Linked DNA regions of Capra hircus: region 2 is linked to region 1. Evidence: chromatin contacts called from public Hi-C data. All regions are on one chromosome and are shown on one strand. The core of a region is the stretch at or near the end of the contact, and the rest is flanking DNA. Distances in the headings are between cores, read along the strand shown.

Region 1 (5,003 bases), core at 522-3,021:
TATTAGAGCTGATTCAAACCAAGGAGATCCGCCCACCCCTCTGCCACCCCAAAAAATTACATCTGACCTTAGGCATGAGAAAATATACCAAAAAACTCACTTCTTAAACTACTTTTCAACACCAGGGATAAATCTATTCCATTTATAACTGGCACACCAAAACTCAAACAAGATCATTCTCTAGCAGTCTTTCAGTTCTCTCACTCCTAAGTTATCCCATCATTTCCACTAGCAGATAACTCACTTCATTTTAATAACTTTTAAATATACACAAACTATGTTCTTTACAAGGTGTTCCCCCACCAAAAAAAAACACTGATCTATTCTGTACATAAATAAGCAGGATCCCCAAATTCGTAACTAATCACCTCACATTGCTTCATTTCTTCATTATCCACCCAATTACTAGATAAGCAAAGAACAGGGAGAAAGACAGGTCAGCAGAGACAGGAGAAATAGAAGCCTTCTTACAAGGAAGAGACTGTATCTGCCTTGTTCACTGATAAATACACAGCACCATAGGCACATGATGAATATTTAATGAATAAATGAATTTATAAAGAACCAGAGAATACTGGAGTTCAACTCACTCATTTTAGATATAAGTATACTGAAACCCAAAAAGATTAAATGGCTTGGCTAAGATCACAAGGCAAGTTGGTCAGTCTTGCAGAGTTTAACACACTAGATGCTGTTTTTACATCGTTTTTTCTTGTTCTCCCACCTTTAATACTAATTCTTTAAGCTCAACATAAATCTTTCTAGAAATTAAGAAATACAGATGCAATGTAGACCCTCCCCAATCAGGGGGCTAATGTTTCTAAAGATTCCCATAGCAGGAGAATAATAAATTTGGAAGGAATTTAAGATCTAACTGGAAGACAGGACAGGGAAACCAAAGGTAGAAAAAGAACCCACAGAAGCCCCTATCAATATCTGTAAAATTTACTACAATCTAATGAAGATACCACACTAAAAGAAAAGAACAGTGACATTTTACTTTTACTTCGTAATGACAAAGACTGCATTTTCAGGTTCTCTAACCTCCCCTGCTTCCGAGAAAATTCAGGATTTCCTTTCTATAGTTTAATTCAAATATGAGTAAACTTCTTTTGACTTGCAGCAGATAAAATGCATACTCAAGATGTATCCAAACATTTACAAGTCCAATAGATTCTTTCTGGGAATTCCAACAGATTCCCATTTGCAGGGAGGGGTCGCAAGAGGTCCCAGGGACCCTCCAGCACATATCTCAGCTTCCTCCCATCTCTCAGATAAAAGATGATAAGCACTAGGGCCCCAGAGTATCTCTCTTTTCCAGATACTTCTCTTCTCTTAACTGAAACGTTAAGTCTCTACAAACGATCTAGGAGCCATTTTTCTTCCTTTTTAATCACTAACCCTCAGTGTCCTCTTTTCTAAATTATCTTTAAAAGGGGTGATTTAAATATACCTGAGGAAACAAATTCTAACGATCCTGAAGGATTATTAAAAAAGTAAGTATATCTATAGGAACGTCACACAATGTAAAAACCATACTGGCAGTGGGGGAAAGTATTCAAACTTAGTAGCTAGTTTCATACTCCGATAAAGCATTTTTCCATCCTCTATAACACCTTTAGGTTTAAAAAGCAAACCACCAGAATTAAGCATTCTAGTGGCTGCTAGTCAATGCTAATTAGCACAACATGCTTAGATTTCTCAGGTGCTCCATAACCTACACCATAATGAAATCTAACTCGCCCCAGATGTTCTTGACCAAAGTAAAAGCATGTCTTTGGCAGGTGGCAGAAGAAATGATGAGTCAGGAAGAAATACTCAGCACTGGCCAGATGCCTTAAGGTATCACCAGTAGGAACAGGAAAATTAAAAGAACCAATTGAGGAAACTAACAAAGAACAATGTGTCTATTCTGTTCAGTCATTTCAGGCAGGAAATCTATGCTTAAGGCGCCCATGAATCACAGCATTTGTAATGCACCAAGAAGGCCCCTTACTATGGTCAGGCTCATTAAATGGTCTCAAAAACTTAAGACTACTTGACCTAAAAAAAATGCTAAATATAATTCTTTCAGGTGGTTAAGAAACCATCGGTGGTTTACACCTAATGGTAAAAGAAAGGGCAACGAAAATGAGAAACCACCTCTGTACTTACATGGTATCACTCGGTAAATTTGACCCATTTCTCATGAATGACATGAATATTGATATAAATTCATTCAACAAACATGAACTGAGTGTTTATTATAGACCAAATATGATAAAGAGTACCAAGAATACTCCTTGGAAGAAAAGTTATGACCAATCTAGATAGCATATTCAAAAGCAGAGACATTACTTTGCCAACAAAGGTCCGTCTAGTCAAGGCTATGGTTTTTCCTGTGGTCATGTATGGATGTGAGAGTTGGACTGTGAAGAAAGATAAGTGTCAAAGAATTGATGCTTTTGAACTGTGGTGTTGGAAAAGACTCCTGAGAGTCCCCTGGACTGCAAAGAGATCCAACCAGTCCATTCTGAAGGAGATCAGCCGGGATTTCTTTGGAAGGAATGATGCTAAAGCTGAAACTCCAGTACTTTGGCTACCTCATGCGAAGAGTTGACTCATTGGAAAAGATACTGATGCTGGGAGGGATTGGGGAAAGGAGGAAGAGGGGATGACAGAGGAAGAGATGGCTGGATGGCATCACCGACTCGATGGACGTGAGTTCGAGTGAACTGCAGGAGACGGTGATTGACAGGGAGGCCTAGCGTGCTGCGATTCATGGGGTCACAAAGAGTCGGACACGACTGAGCGACTGAACCGAAATGAACCAAGAATACAAGAAACAAGGGCTATCTCTGTACTCAAGTTCAGTTTTATAAGAGAAAGATATGTAAACAAAAACTCTAGAGTCTAATGAGTGCTATAAGCAGAGATAAAGATGATCTTGGTGGTAATAACGTGTTAAGGAAAAAGCCTGATTTGGGAGGTGTGGTGAGGGAGATGGGATAAGGAAGAATGGAATTAGGATTTCACACCTGGTACTTAATCTGGAGCTTTACCTCTTTCAAAGTGAGACAAAGTAAGTGAGAAAACATGATCTGTCCACTCGCCCCTCACATTTCTGTGTCAAAATGTGTTATTTCACAAATGAGAATTAAAAAGTCAAAAAAAAGATACACATACATGTGTAATGAAACTAACACTGTGTGCATGTATTCAGTTGCTTCAGTCGTGTCCAACTCTTTGCAAGCCTGTGGACTGTAGCCCACCAGGCTCCGCTGTCCGCAGAATTCTCCAGGCAAGAACACTGGAGTGGGTTGCCATGCCATGCCATCCTCCTCCAGGGGATCTTCCTGATCGAACCCAATGATCGAAGACGCGTCTCTTACATCTCCTGCACTGGCAAGAGAGTTCTTTACCACTAGAAGGCAATGGCAAGCCTCTCCAGTGTTCTTGCCTGGAGAATCCCAGGGACGGGGGAGCCTGGTTGCCTGCCGTCTATGGGGTCACACAGAGTCGGACATGACTGAAGCGACTTAGCAGCAGCACCATCTGGGAGGCCTATGTATGTATACACTATCAACTACAGTCCAATGACAGCAAGGAAATCAAACCAGTCAATCCTAAAGGAAATCAGCCCTGAATATTCATTGGAAGGACTGATGCTGAAGCTTGAAACTCTAATTCTTTGGCCACCTGATGTGATGAGCAGATTCACTGGAAAACACCCTGATGCTGGGAAACACCCTGATGCTGCATCCTGATGCAGGAGGAGAAGGGGATGACAAAGGATGAGGTGGTTGGATGGCATCAACAATTCAATGGACATGAGTTTGAACAAACTCCAGGAGCTTAGTAAAGGACAGGAAAGCCTGGCAAGCTGCAGTCCCTGGGGTTGCAGAGTCAGATACTACTGAGCAACTGAACATCAAAAACACAGCCCAAAGTAAAACATTTTTTAAAAAAAACAAGGGGGGAAAGCCAAAGAAAAGATAAATAAGTTCCCTGATAATCCATGTCATCTTAGAAGCAAGATCTCCAATCTCCCAACTTCTAATCTCTTATTTCTTCTATGAAATCACCTCATTCTGCCTCACTGGTTCCCTGAAGAAGCCATTTATTATACATTACTTCAATATACTAGCCTCATGTCCTAATTAACACTCACCATAAGAAAAAGATGTGCAAGAGAAATACTTTAAAAGATATTTAAACAGATTATAGTAAATTAAGCACGTTTAAATTAAATTTCATTAAGTTACCAGTTCATTGCAGAGACTCAAATTTAAAACATAATGGTGAATTTTCTTTATTAAATACTTAATATAATAAAAGCTAACATTTTATCAACCATTTATTAATTTTCACAACAACCCCATAACCCATTTTAGAGACAAGGAGTCACAGGCTCAGAGAGGTATGAGAAATACTTACTCAGTGATGCTGAGTATGCGTATTTAAAAATTACCCCACGTTGTTCAAGCATCTGAGTGGATCAGTGTCTTTCAGATTATGACAAGAACCAAAACTGGGGGACAAAAATTCCAAGGCAAAGCTACAGGGGCATTACACTTTCAGATAAAGGGCTAAATAATAGAAGGAAAAGTAATCCCCCCTAGAATACTTTTCACAGAAAGAATAGAAAGAATAAAAATACCTTGTAATTCTCATTGGATGAAGAACAGGTAAGTTGAATTCCTTATGTTTAAGTCATATACATTGTTTGCTATGATATTTTTATTTTAACACGTTTTTTAAAATATTTTAGTTCACCCATATTTTAAGCTTGGTCATCCTCACTGCATAATCATCATAAGGTCTTGCAATTTTCAACCACGGGCAGTATTTTTCTACTATTGGGGTTTGGGAATACATGATCCTCAAAGTTCACCAAATAGGAAAGAAGCATAATAAAATGGTTCACTTCTTAGCAACTGCCTATGATGTCTGTTTCTTACTCTTGAGATATTTTCTCATTGACATTTTTAAAAATTAAAAAATAAAAAGATGTTGATAAGCCT
Region 2 (5,398 bases), core at 2,235-4,734, 890 kb before region 1:
TTTCAGTTTTATTACTCGCCCCCCTTCCAGTTCGTGGCCTTCTCCTCCCCGCCCCTCGTCCTGGCTGGTGTGGCTTTCCAACTAGGTTCTCGGGTCATTTCCGAGCGCCGGTCACTCAACGTCTCCTCCTCTGGCTGCAGGGGCAGAGAAAAAAAAAAGAAAAGAAAAGAAAAAAAAAGAGGGGGGGGGAAAGGCGGGGGAGGGGGAGGAAAAAAAAGCCCTCCAAAAACAAAACGGGAATTCGCCAGCGTGGAGTCTCTCAGTCCCGGTGCTGAGGCCCTTGCGACTCCCCTCTCCCCGCAATACCTGCAGTCGGTCAAATTCGACGCCCCGGAGCCTTCGGTCTTCTTTGCGGGGGGGGGGGGGGAGGAGATTGAGGACGGGGATGCTGAGAACAAAACCCCTCCGAGGGCATGCCGGAGTCCCCCTCCCCTCCGGATCAAAAAAACAAAAAACCAAGTAAAGTAGCCCCAAAACACCGAGGGAGCGATGAGAGAGGAATAGACGATTCCTTCAGTCGCTAGAACACTACCAACTCGGCTTCTAGCCGGGGGTGCAGACAAGTCCGGAAGCTCGTTGGAAGGGCTGGTGGTGGTGGTGGGGGGGTCTCTTCCAGCAAAGGGGAGGAAACTCGAAGTCGCTTTTTTCGCCATCAACAACACCACCAAGAACAACAATAAAAGGTCGCCCCTGTCTACCTCCGCCTCCGCCGCGTCCCTCCGGCCGGCGAGATGGGGGTTGGGAGCGCGGGTCCCCAGACGCCGTGGCGTTGCTCTCCGACCACCCGGACGCGGCCGAGGCCGGCCCTGCTCACTTTTTTTTTTTTCTCCTTTTCCTTTTTTTTTTTTTTTTAAACCCCCTCTTGTTTTCCCTTTTCTCTTGCAACTCTTTACTCTGTTCGCTTTTTTTTTTTTTCCTTTTTCATTTTCCTCTCTGGTCCTCCCCCCACCCCACCACCCGCCCCGTCCCTCTCTCTCCCAGCCGCGCGCCCTTCAGTAGGTGAAGACCAGGTTGGAGATGCTGGACTCCAGCCAGTCTCCCGAGATCATCTCGCTCACCTCGGGCGTGCAGTAGTCCGGGAACTCGAAGTGCGAGCCGGAGCCGGGTTCGAAGTTAAAATCCAGATCCCGGTCCAGCGCCGACGACGAGCTGAAGCTGCCCAGGGACATGCTCTCAAAGTTTGAGCTGGGGTTCAGGTCGAGCAGGTCGTCTTCGAACTCGTCGTCGGAGGACGACGAGCCCGAGGACGAGGACGAGGATGAGGACGACGACGACGAGGAGGAGGATGAGGCCGACGAGGACGCGTGCGAGGGCGCGCTGGACGGGGCGGGCGAGGCGGCGCGCAGGCTGGCGTAGCTACGGTGGTCGGCGGGCGAGCGGCCGGCGGCCGGCGACGAGGCGGCGCTGCTGCGGCCGCTCAGGCTCGGCCCGTCGGGCGAGCAACCGGCGCCCCCTTCCTCGTACAGGCCCAGGGGGTCGCTGGGGTCGGCGCCCGCGCCCACGCCGCCGACGGGCGAGGACGACGCGCCCAGGCCGCCGAACAGGTAGACGCGCTTCACCTTCTTCTCCGCCAGGTGTTTGCCCGGGGCCGCCAGGCCGGCCGAGGCCGAGGCCGCCGCGGAGGCCGAGGCCGAGGCGCTAGGAGTCCGCGCCTTGTAGAGCGAGTGGTAGTCGGCGGCCGCGGCGGCGGCGCCCATGGGCAACAGGGCGGCGGCCCCCGCCTGCTCGGCGGCGAAGGAGGACGACGACGAGGAGGAGGAGGAGGAGGAGGCGGCGGCCACCGCCGCCGCCTTCCCGCCGCCGCCCGCCAGGATGAGCTTGGCGTGGGGCTTGCCGACCCCGCCGCCCGCCACTTTGGAGCCGCAGCTCTTTTTCTGAGCGGGTTTGGAGTTGGCGCCGCCGCCGCTCGCGCCGCCGCCGCCTCCTCCCCCCGCGTGGCTGCCCCCGCCGCCGCCGCCCCCGTGGCCGCTGCCACCGACCTTGTCGCCCTTCTCCCCGGGCTTGGAGGCGGCGGCGGCCGCGGAGCCCGAGTTGGCGTTGCCGGACTTCACCTTCTTCCTGGGCCGGTATTTGTAGTCGGGGTAGTCAGCCATGTGCTTGAGGCGCAGCCGCTCCGCCTCCCGAATGAAAGGGATCTTGTCGCTGTCTTTGAGCAGCTTCCAGCGTTTGCCCAGCCGCTTGGAGATCTCGGCGTTGTGCATGTCGGGTGACTGCTCCATGATCTTGCGCCGCTCGATCTGCGACCACACCATAAAGGCGTTCATGGGCCGCTTGATGTGCCCACTCGGCGTCTTGCACCAGCTCGGGTCGTCGGCCTTGCCGCCCGTGGAGGCGGTGGAGCCGGGCGTGGGGGAGGAGGCGATGCCCAGCTCGAGGCCGGCGCCCGAGTCCGAGCTCTCGCCGGCGAGCAGCGCTTCCGTGTTCTCGGCGTTGTTGGTTTGCTGCACCATGGCCCCGGCTCGGCGGGCGCCCACGCGCGCTCACACCCTCGCGGCGGCCGCGGCGCGATCGCCGGGCCCTCCTGGCTCCCGGGACCAAGCGCACGCCGAGCGGGGGTACGTGCGCGGCGGTCGAGCGGGCGGCTCAACTCCTGGTCGGGGCGGAGGTGGGCGAAGAGAGAAAAGTCTCTAAAAAGATGCGGGGCGGGAGCACTCCGCCTCCTGCAGAGGAGTTATAGTTCCCAGGCTGGAGAATCTCCCTCTCTCTCGCTCTTCTCTCTCACCGCGCCGCAGTTTGCGCTGTCTCTCGGCTCTGCGTCCTGGAGACGGTGCTAAAGTGGAGAGGAGTTTCTCGAATGCTGGTTGCTGAAGCTTCCAATGCAAGTTTCTCGCCGCCTCCCAGGCAAGTCTTTTTTTTTTTTTTTCCTTCCCCTGAAGCAGTTGATTCCAGTTCGCGAGCGCTCTCAGAAGCTCAGGAAAGCGACATAGTCTCTATCAGTTAGTCCCTCTCTTACAATGCAAAGGAGAAAAGGCTCTGGCTCCAGGACTCTCTGTGGGCGGAATCGGCACTAAGGAGTTTGTGCAATTATTTTGTTGCAAGGTAGGACGCCAGAAAGCCTTCATGCAACAGACTGGCATGAATAAATGTATGTTTCCCCCTCCCTCCTGCAAGAAGGGAGCTGGTAATGGCAGAGTTCCTCCAGTGCAGACTCTTAAAGAGCGTGCAAGAACTAGAGACCCGGAGCGAAACAGGCCTCTTCCTCTCACACACGGTTTCTCTTGCTGCAGCTTAGAGCGGACCCCAATTCCGCCTCGCGCCTCTTTATCCTTTCCCAGTCTTGGCCGTGGCCAATCAGCCGCTGTAACCAACGCTTCCTCGTGCCAAGCCCCTCCCCCGAGCTTCCCATTGGCTTGGAACCCGATGCAATAATAATCTCCGCGTGCAATGAGAAGCTCCAAATCTGACCTCATTCCAATTTACAGAGCAAACTTTTTAAAAGGGCTAGAAGTACAGCTGAGATTTCTGCTGCCTCTTTTTTCCTTTTGCTGTGCGTGCTTGCGTGTGTGTGTGTGTGTGTGTGTGTGTGTGTGTGGTGTGTGAAGAGGATGTTAATGCATGAAATTATTAAGGGGAGAGACGGAAATGTATTCTAACCATTATGTTAGATAACAAGGGGCTTAGAAGGGGGGGAAGGGTGAAATACTGTAAATGGAAGCTTTCTGCTTAAAAGCCAAGTGATTATTTTTATTAGTTCTTTTCAGTATTGGAATAGAGAATCAACCTTTATTGCAAAATCTGTTCCTCGGCTCCTTCATAAAGCCAAGGATGTAAAAGAGGGAGGGAAAGCTATGAAAATAAATCAATAGACATTGAAAACCATTAAGAAAGTGGTACCTAGACACCTGTCATCACTATTATTTTAACAATTCCAGGTACAGCACAGATGTTGATGTATTGTGCTAATCCCTTCAGAGCTATTTTGGTGCTGTTTGTGGAAGGCAGAAAAGAGGATTTTGGGGGGGCGGGCAATAGTTACTTGCTCTCTTAACCAAACAGGGGTTAACTATAGTTATTGAATGATTTAAACTCCCCTTTGAATCCTGGATGGGCTTCCCTGGTGGCGCAGTGTGGTAAAGAATTTGCCTGATAAGGTAGGAGGCAAGGGAGACTGGGTTCCATCCCTGGGCCAGGAAGATCCCCTTGGAGGAGAAAATGGCAATCCGCTCCAGTATTCTTGCCTGGAAAAATCCCATGGACAGAGGAGCCTCATGGGTTACAATGCACAGGGTTGCAAAGAGCTGGACACGACTGAGCACACAGCACAGCACACACAGTCATAAATCCTGGGTTGCCCAAACAGAGGAGCTTTCCACTGGAACACAATAAGCAGTGTTCCCGAGTTAAGAGAATTTCCATAGTTTGGTGTAAGATGATAATGCTGAGTAAAGGATGGGAATCAGATTTACTTTTTAAGTATTAGTTTTCCACATTTTCAAAATTAAAGATAGCTTCACACTTCATCCTCTCTTCCCCAAACCTTCCTCCTCCTTTCCTTTTTATTTTCTCCTATATGTTCGTTACTTCAATCAAATGGAATTAAAAGGCCAAAGCAAAGAGACACTGTAGAAGGCAGTGATAACTAGTAGCAAAAAAGAATGGACCTTCTGAATTTATATTAGACCTGGCTGCTAGTCCTTCTTACTAGTCTTGTGACCCTGGGGATGTGACCAAGTCTCAGTTTTCCTCATCAGTGATATGGGAACACAAGGAACTACTTTATGTAGTGTTTTGTGGGAGTTTAGTGAGCTTGATGTATAGTAAGCCCTCAGTGAATACTATATTATCCTTCATGATAATTCAGATTCCAGAGACATTCCCTCTAGTAAAAGCAGCATGTTGTTCAAGAGACTAAAATCGAGGGAGGTCACTGATGTGAAAAAATCATCACAGATCATGGATGTGAACCGTCCAAGGACCACACTGGCAACCCAGTCATCCTGATGATTTGAAAAGAAGCCTCATGAAGAGCATTGTGAAGAATGTGGCAAAAAAAAGTTCCCACGTAGTCAAAATACATGTTAATTTGGCCACAGACATCTCTTGTTCTAAGGTATGAAAATTAAAATTATAATAAAGATTGGCCTTAAAACCATAAAACCGTTTTTCTATAAGCCAGTGATAAGTGGTTAGGTAGGGCTAACCTAACATAATTAAGCTTTCAGTTCTGATCAAACTAGTGCTGGGCAGCAGATTTCTATTTATCTTGTCAAACTTTTAGAGTATGTAGGCTGGGGAGAGGCCCAGGTTGTCAGATGTAGAATTTTACTGGAAAGAACACCCTTTGGCGACATCTGACTGGATCTCTAAGGATCAACAACACACAAGAATGTTTTTGTGGGTAGAAGCAAATAATTTTTGACCAGTAGCTACCCAAGTTATATATTTTTTTCTTTTAGAA

The links. A called contact is a pair of places that touch in the nucleus more often than the background predicts.
Region 2: a contact with region 1 is called in a Hi-C map of blood, with 6 times the contacts expected there. The contact joins the promoter of SOX4 here to the enhancer-like site in region 1. A contact is called at or near these places in 2 of 5 Hi-C or Micro-C datasets (blood and liver).

What each region holds. Positions count from the first base shown.
Region 1 is chr23:12,941,964-12,946,966 of ARS1.2, reverse strand. The region is part of intron 4 of CDKAL1 (threonylcarbamoyladenosine tRNA methylthiotransferase); the gene reads right to left. Among named protein-coding and RNA genes, the nearest start is that of CDKAL1, 27 kb to the right of the region's middle. Within about 2 kb of position 1,771, at least 1 of the 5 cell types and tissues checked has an H3K27ac peak or open chromatin away from gene starts, as enhancers often do.
Region 2 is chr23:13,836,281-13,841,678 of ARS1.2, reverse strand. It overlaps SOX4 (transcription factor SOX-4), which reads right to left and starts at 3,484. Exons shown (of 2, transcript XM_018039041.1): 1 at 1,059-3,484; 2 at 1-347. The coding sequence starts at 2,450. The coding sequence ends at 12.